2 separate regions of the Triticum aestivum genome follow, and region 1 is linked to region 2. Evidence: chromatin contacts called from public Hi-C data. All regions are on one chromosome and are shown on one strand. The core of a region is the stretch at or near the end of the contact, and the rest is flanking DNA. Distances in the headings are between cores, read along the strand shown. Region 1 holds the start of LOC123045340 (protein MEI2-like 4). Region 2 has its middle 140 kb from the start of LOC123041353.

Region 1 (4,149 bases), core at 107-2,606, 410 kb after region 2:
AAATGCAAGAGTGCGCATGATGTCGGGAAGAGATGGAGGCCCATAGGTTCAAAGTTCAAGATTATCATGCGATAAGTGAACACATAACCGAGTAGAATCTGTTCATTATGTTGGATCGAGAATTTTGGTATACGATGTACGTTCCAGGGCCTTTGGGGGGGGGAGGGTACACACGCCGAAGGAGGAGGGGACAACAAGAATGCCAAAGGAGAAGGGGACGATGCACATGCCGGCAACATGTGATATGTACATGCCTTGGTTAAAGGCTTTTGTTCATGCAACTTATTAAAAACTATGTGCATGTTTGGTTGATGTGTTAAACGTTTAAATTTGAAGGAATCAAAATGTTTGAATGAAAAAGAAATATGGAAGTTGCTACGGGTACAAACATGCCAACCTAACATAAAGTGCTGTCGAGAACGAGCCCTTGGCTCAATGGTTGGCCTTGGCGGTGGCCAGCTAGTCCACCTGGGTTTGATCCCTAGGATTAACGCGAGTGTTTCACCTAGGGCGAAAGAACCCAGAACCTGGGATTCTTTCGCCAGTTTTAAAGTACCTCAGATGTCTATGGGCGTTCACGGAGTCGGATGCTGTGATTTAGGTGTGTGTCACATTTTTTTTGCCGTGAATCAAATGATTTGCCCATATTAGATGCGAAAAATAATCATTTTAATTATTTTTCCTATATCTGTTATCTTTAATGTATTGAAAATGTAAATAGGAACAGCGTAATTTTCAAGGCAATCAATAACAATCAATGTTGCATTTTTAGGCTTGTTTGAAAATGCTAATAGTAGCTAGTTTATTTTGTTTGGAGACGTGATTTCAAATATACTACTCCTCACTAAACTGAATTTTCCCAGTGTTTTTGGAAGCAGAGTTCTTCGAACACGGAAGGTGGTACCAGCATAAACGTGCCAACCTAACAGCAAGAGCCGTCGAAATCCCCGGTGGTTCGGCGGCAGCAACTCCAGCGGTCCAGTCCCGATCGACCCCCACACAACTCGTACTGGTGAGCGTTATCCTGTCCCACACCAGACAATCGGAGAACGTGACCTCCGCGTCACCTCACCGCGCCAAGCCCCCACCCCTCCGCGAAATAATTCCGTCCCCGTCCAAACGCCGCTTCCCACCCGGGCCGACGCGCAGCCACGTGGGTCCCGACGTCTGACACCGACGCCAACTCACTGACACGTGGGGCCCCTGGCCCGGGTACATGTGCCGTTCGGCACGAACGGAATGGCGAAGGAGCTATCCGGCGCCGCGGTGGGGTGCGCCGCGGGTGAGCCTACCGCGGTGGGGACCACAGCGGGAGCGGTATATATAGGCCCCGCACCTTCTGTATCGCGTTTCCACTTAGTCCAATAAATAATATAGTAATACAGCATTTCGCCGCTCTTTTAATTAGATTTTTTTGGCCTTCGTCTCCGCTTCGTCTCGTCTCGTCTCACCACCGCCAGTCCACCACCAGCTAGCCGGAATTCCCTCGCCGGAGAGGCGCTGAGGCGGCATACCTAGGAGGAGGAGCGAAGAATGAGGAGTGGAGGGGTGCCCGCTGCCGCGCTCGCTCGCTAGGGTTAGGTGCGCGCGTGCGTGAGGATGGAGCTCGCTCTCTGAGCTCGCCTCGCCCCCCCCGCTGAGGGCATTAGCTGTGCCGTCGCTGCGCGCTGGGTGATCCGCCCTCCTGTGAGCTCCGGGGGAGCCGTTTTGGCTTGCGCCATGGAGCCGTCTCTTCCGGGCGCGGCCACGGGTTGCGTGTTGCGGTAAGCTCCTGGCCGCGACAAGCTGAAGCGGATCTCGACTGCCGATCTGGTGAGCCTACAAATTCTTCCGTTTCTACCAATTTTTTTGCGGGTTTTCATGCAAATTCAGGGTGCGTTTTGTTTTCGTGGAGAAAAATGGTGTTTGAATTCCTGGAGTTATTTGTTTGGGGGTAATTTTGTGCGTATTTTTCTCGCTTTGTGTGATCTGTGCTCGGGTTCGGGGGATACTTTGATGCGGTTGGGCAGTATTTTGGTCTCTTCTGCCTTTTTATTTTGATCACAACTTTCTTGTGCTCTTTCGAGCTCGTCGAGGACGAGGAGCATTAAATTTCCCGTCGTCTTTTGCGCTGTTTTATGGCTAATTAGTTTGGGAGCACAGAGTTCTGCCCGGAATTTTGCATAACCTTTTTTAATCGTTCAATTCGAGTTGTTCCGGTCCTAAATTTTGCAGAATTTCTCCAGTGTTCCGTAGCCGGTCTCGTGAGTTCGATTTTGGGTTCATGGTCGATCAAATCTAGGCCTCGGGACTGCATTTGTTTAGCAGTTTCTCGCGTTTATTCTTTGATCCGCTTCAGTCGAGCTACCTGAGGTGTTGAAACTTGGCATCTGTCTATCTTGCAAGGTGCTAGCAGGATGCCAGCTAGAATCATGGAGCAGAGGCACCACATGCCCCCATTCCACCTCCCCGTGGAGTCCGAATCGTCTTCTCCCATGTGGTAAGCCAACTGCAATAGCCATTATTGCCCGATATCCTTAAATGATGTCTAATGATGGACTGCATTCTTTCTTACTCTACTTTGTGGTAGGGGGTACTAATTGGTTCAGTTTTGGGGTGACTTGGTCAGTATCATTAACAACTAGACCTAGGTTAATTTCTTCATCATTATCGAATTCTTTTTATAGAGGCCTGTTAGACATTTCAGGCAGGAATGTTTTCCTGAGCATGTTAGTGACTACCTGAACATTCGTGTAATTTGTAGGTGCTTATTAGTTTATTCTTCGGGTAGTTTCTCTCGGACTAAATAAAATGTGACCCAGCAGAACACTGTTACAGTTTACGGATATGTGGGGGCATCCGAGGTTCCACATATGGGACAATTGATCGAGCAAGATTGGTGGATGTGTATCGTTGTTTCCAGGTAGCTTAAGGTAGCTGTCTTGCTATATATGGGTGAAGCAGCTGAATTGGAAGGCACATGGTCTCACAGGGGTGATTGGGTATCGATTATTGACAGATGCGCATGGATGCTGCCTACAATGATTCTTCCATTAAATAATTCTGATGTTGCTTCATCACTTCTCTTTGCGCTCAGTGTTTGCGTTCGTTTTTATGGCTGATTTATTTCTTGTTTTGAAAAACAGAAAAAATATACATTGATTTCGGGAAGTAGGTCTGCTGCATCTTCTCCGGTCGAAAAGCCAAAGGCTATTGGCCAAAGGTTGTGCATCAATTAGGGCTTATGGAGCCATACAAGTTGATGGACCAGAAAACTCCCTTTGGTGAGCGCAAGTTGTTGGGCCATCAAAGGCATGTTAACCTGCCGCCAACCCCCTGGAGGGCTGATCAAGATCCTCTACAACAACATGATTCATTTTCGAAGCCGTTGGCTTTATTTCCTAATGCTAGAAAGGGACATTTAAATATGACCCAATATGAGAATGGACTTTTCTCAAGCTCCCTTCCAGACATTTTTGACAACAAATGTAAGCCCTTGATCCTTGTCTCTTGCAGTTTTTATTTCATTTATTATAGTACTCCATAACACTGAACTATAAACTGCGTCCATCCGATATGGTACTCCTCCCTTCAGTTCATATAAATAATAGTATGTAGATAATGGAAAGGGTAAACAAAAGAAGATAAGGAAAATATTTTTATTTGCTTATTAATAAGAAGCTTGTTTGCTTTTATTGACTGTTTCACTTCAGTGAAATCTGAGCTTTTCTTGCTACATCCAAGTGAGAAACGAGACAATCTGGCCTGAGCTTTTCATGCTACATCCAATTGAGAAATGAGAGTCTGTCCTGTGCTTTTCATGCTAAATCCAAGTGAGAAAAGAGACAATCCGCAGTAATATTAGTGCTTAATATTAAACTACTTTTCATTTGCTGATGTGCAGTGAGACTAACACCTAAGAATGGCCTTGTTGGCCAGCCAGCTGAAAAGGAACTCAACCATGCAGATGACGAGCCTTTTGAATTAACTCAGGAAATTGAGGCACAAGTAATTGGCAATCTCCTCCCTGATGATGACGACTTATTGTCAGGTGTTCTTTATAATGTGGGTCACCCTGCCCGTGCTAATAACATGGATGACATTGATGATGATATATTCTCTACTGGAGGTGGAATGGAATTGGAAGCTGATGAAAATAACAAATTGCTA
Region 2 (4,194 bases), core at 1,267-3,766:
CTTCTGGTCACTACTGCGCGACCGGTAGTACCACCCTGCAGTGGTAGCACCGCAACCCTGTGCGGTAGTACTGCGGCGCGCGGGCTGAGAGAGGGGATAACGGTTGGATTTTTCCTCTCCTATAAAAGGGGGTTTTCTTCCCCAATGAACCTTATCCTTTGAGCTCGTGTTCTTCCCGCATTGTTGACCTTTTTCGAGCTTGCTATCTCTCAATCCCTTCATGGTTTCTTGTTAATTTTTGGGGGAAAAGAGAGGGGAGATCTAGATCCACATTTCCACCAATCACTTTCTCCTCTATGTGTGGGGAACCCCTTGGATCTAGATCTTTGAGTTCTTGGTTTTCTCCTTCTTGTTCTTCCTCTCAATTTCCTCCCTAGCATTATTTGTTTTGGTGGGATTTGGGAGAGAAGGACTTGGGCACTCCGTGTGCCCTTGCCATTGCATTTGATGCATTGGTTTGAGTTCTCCACGGTGACACGTGGAAGTTACAAGTTGAGAAGCTTATTACTCTTGGGTGCTTGGTACCCTTGAGCTTGTTCCTCTTGGGTGCTTGGGCGCCCTAGACGGTTGGTGGTGTTCGAAGCTCAATCATTATGGTGTAAAGCTCCGGGCAAGCGTCGGGGTCTCCAATTAGGTTGTGGAGATCGCCCCGAGCAATTTGACGGGTACCGGTGACCGCCCCAAGAGTTGCCAATGTGTTTCTTGTCATACATCGAGATACATCGACGTCTCCGCGTGCCTCGGTTATCTCTTAGCCGAGGCCTTTACTTATGCACTTTACTTTGTGATAGTCATGTTGTTTCTTGTCATATATCTTGCTATCACCTAGTAGTTTATCTTGCTTAGTATGAGTTGTTGGTGCACATAGGTGAGCCTAGTTGTTGTAGGTTTTGTGCTTGACAAATTAACCGCTAGGTTTATTCCGCATTTGTTCAAGCCTAACTGTAATTATTTTAAAGCGCCTATTCACCCCCCCTAGGCAACATCCACGATCTTTCAGCCGGTGAAAATGGTCAGTGAATAGTGCATCAAGGGCAAAGTAGTCAACCGTCAGTGTCAAATGGCCGTGCCTGTTGCGGTTGAGCACTCGATGACCCTTGATCGAGCCCTTGGAATTGAGAACATGCTCCTCCGCATGCTCCGCGTCTTCAAGGACCGTTTGCATCATTGTCGTCTCATCGGAGTACTCCTCCTCGTCCGTTGAGCCGCCGGACGACTCAACATACTGCTCGTATATGTGCTCCAAATCGAATCCATTGCTAGAAAGAAAAAGGGACAACTGTTTTTAGCTCCGGCGATTTATCGAGCAGTTGCCAGACATGGTGAGAATAGGAGTAGCGGATGATACAAGGAGGGGCGATCGGAGGACAGGGGTTGAATGGAGACGGAGGAGAAGCGGGGTGGAGCCCCGCTGGAACACTGGAGGTGACGGGGACGTAGAGTTTCGGCTGGGGTGTGACGTGGTGGCCGGGGTGATGGAGCGGTGGCGAAGACAAGAGAGAAAGAAGGAAGGAGCGAAAATAGGGAGGATGGAGTCGCAGGGTCCGGGAAGGGTTTTGGGTGGGCTGGGGGTGTCGGATTCCTACGTTTCGCGTGTCCGAACTCCCGCAAAGCTTCCCACTTTTTTCTCCGGTTTACGGGTGAAATCGCGTCTAGACCGTCCCGTAGACCGATACAGACCACATTTAGATGGCTTTCGCGGTCCGGACGTATGCGGGCAATTTACGGGTCTGCCTTGAAGATGCGCTAGGTCACACATGTCGGTTGTTAACTGAATTTGCGTTCACCGGGTTTGGTAAAATAAACGGAAGCCACTCAAGAAAACGAGAGAAAACCCTCTCACCGCAATTAACTGGTGTATCTTTACTAGGCACACACAAACTGCTTAATCGCTGAAACCCAGTCGTGAAAAGAGAAAGTTAGGCCCTGTTTGGTTCCAATAAGTCATCTGACTTATAAGTCAGGTGACTTAAAACCAGTGACTTATAAGTCACTCCTGTTTGGTTGTCATCTGGCTTATAAGTCATCCGACACACCTTCCCACACCAATCAATATCATGCAGGTGGTGGGACCCATGCAAAAGGAGGTGACTTATAAGTTTTAAGTTGGGGTGGAGCAATTTATGACTTATAAATTGGGGTGACTTATAAGTCGGGTCTATTTGGCAAAATAAGTCATTTTTTTCACTTTTTGACTTATAAGTTGATGACTTATTTAGAACCAAACAAGCCCTTACCATCATTTCTGTTAGGGTCGATCTTCTCCCCGCCATCCCTCTTTCTAGAGCGAGAGACAAAAAGAGGAAAGAGTGAGCGAGCGAGGATCCGGAAAGGCAAACGGAAGAAAAAACCCTACACACAACAGAGTAGACCTCACAACTGGGGCCCTCAAACAGCATCCGCGAGAGCATCACCATCAGCTGGTCCCCGCGGCGTCCATTTTTAAAACCGCACACGGGCCATGCACCCCTTGTACTGTTCGTCCGAACCAGCGCCCACACCCACGCAGTCACTGAGAGCTGCAGGCCCACGTCTCACAGGAAGGGGGCAGGGGCCACCACGGCCATGTTTTTTCTAGGGAAGGTCTCCAGCCCCGCGATGTTTGTGGGCAAATGCCGTGCCCGATCTCGCGCGATGACGCGACGACGTACCGCCCCACAACCCGATCGCGATCGAACGGCTTCTGCACGAGTCGCCGTCAGGTTTGGATGGGTTACCTTATCCCACGATCGGTGCCCGGCCGGGCGTATCGCGCACGCGACAGGCACGCGCCTCAGCGCCCGGCTGCACGCGGCGGGAGGGGCTCTCATCCCAGCCATCCGTTCGGGGCCACGGCCACGGCCACGCCGCTAGCTTCGCCTTCGGTTCAGCAATATGCCCCTGCAGGCCTGCGACATGTGCAACGCGTTGCACGCGCACGCAGAACTGGTCCCCCAAAAAAAACTGTGGTCCTGCCCGGCCTGGCCTCACACTTCACGGCGATAAGATGCTTCCCCTCTTCGCAGTTCCGCGCCAAAATATCTGGCGTGCACGCCATTGTTCTCCCGCTCCCCCATTTTCCGTTTCCGCGCGGGCTCTCGCACTGCCTGCCTGCCTGCTGTACTGAACCAGGCAGGCAGGCGGTTGCGTGCACCACTCGGTCTGCCCCCGTTTTAAAATCCCTACCTCCACACAGCCTGGTTTGCTGATTCGTACGCTGTCAGCTCACGTAATCCACTGCTTGCTTGTGTGAGAGAGAAGCCGTGCCGATGCGGGTGCACAATCCAGTGAAAAAACAACAATAAAACCATTGCTCGATACAAAAGCAGCTAACCAGTAAGCGCTGCGCCACCTGCTCCTTCGATCCCTCCGAATCTTCCAAGTAAACCCGTGACCTAACCTGGACAGAGAAATTCGCGTGTCTTTCCGCTACGTACGCCTGCCATACCCGGTTCTCTACCTGGGGGGCGAACCCGCTGATACCTGGGCCGAGCGGAGCGCGTGGCCACTAGCACAGCGACACGCGCGCAGCAAGACTGAGGTCCCACTGAACGCGACAACGCGACGGTGCCGATCGACTTATCCTCGGATAAGCCGCGGGACCTACGAGAGCGACCGCTTTAAGCCGCGGTAAAGGGTGAAACGTGAAAGGACGCGAACGGACCTCCCCGGTCATTTGAATGCTTTGGGCGGGGAAGGAGACGCCAGTTGAAAGGAAACTGTGAAAAAACAAAATGGAAACGAGCCGGGCAGCCGAAAGTTGAGATCCTCGCTTGTGTTGTCGGGGGAGACTATTATAGGATCTCACATTAGGTGAGATCAATGATATCAACCATAAAATTTATGTTTAGATATTTCAAAAAAAATAAAAACTGAAATTATTTGATGATATATCTGTAGGGTTCTATAACCTTAAAAAAATCAGCTCAAAACTCGATGCACATTTAGAGATTCGAAAAAGACAAATTCGAATATGGGTGAATAGAATTTTGATACTATTCATGTCTAATTTTGTTTTTTTTGTTTCTTTTACTGTAGGTTGAATTTGGAGCTGGAATATTTTGAGATTGTACATCAAATATTGTTGTGTGTCTACATTTTTTTTGAATGTTTGAACATGGTTTGTATTTAAAAATGGATCTCATTTATTAAAAAACCATCATATATTAATTAACTTAAGACATTCATACAATCATTCATTACAAACTTTGCCAC

The links. Hi-C and Micro-C count contacts between places; a contact is called where the count stands out from the background.
Region 1: a contact with region 2 is called in a Hi-C map of leaf, with 6 times the contacts expected there. The contact joins the promoter of LOC123045340 here to the enhancer-like site in region 2. A contact is called at or near these places in 2 of 5 Hi-C or Micro-C datasets (both in leaf).

Annotation. Positions count from the first base shown.
Region 1 is chr2B:442,070,979-442,075,127 of IWGSC CS RefSeq v2.1, forward strand. It overlaps LOC123045340 (protein MEI2-like 4), which reads left to right and starts at 1,357. Exons shown (of 14, transcript XM_044468346.1): 1 at 1,357-1,812; 2 at 2,396-2,479; 3 at 3,126-3,467; 4 at 3,884-4,149. The coding sequence starts at 3,224.
Region 2 is chr2B:441,657,440-441,661,633 of IWGSC CS RefSeq v2.1, forward strand. No RefSeq gene overlaps it. Among protein-coding and RNA genes, the nearest start is that of LOC123041353, 140 kb to the left of the region's middle. Within about 2 kb of position 2,517, at least 8 of the 8 cell types and tissues checked have an H3K27ac peak or open chromatin away from gene starts, as enhancers often do. A contact at or near this core is called in leaf, where this site is marked.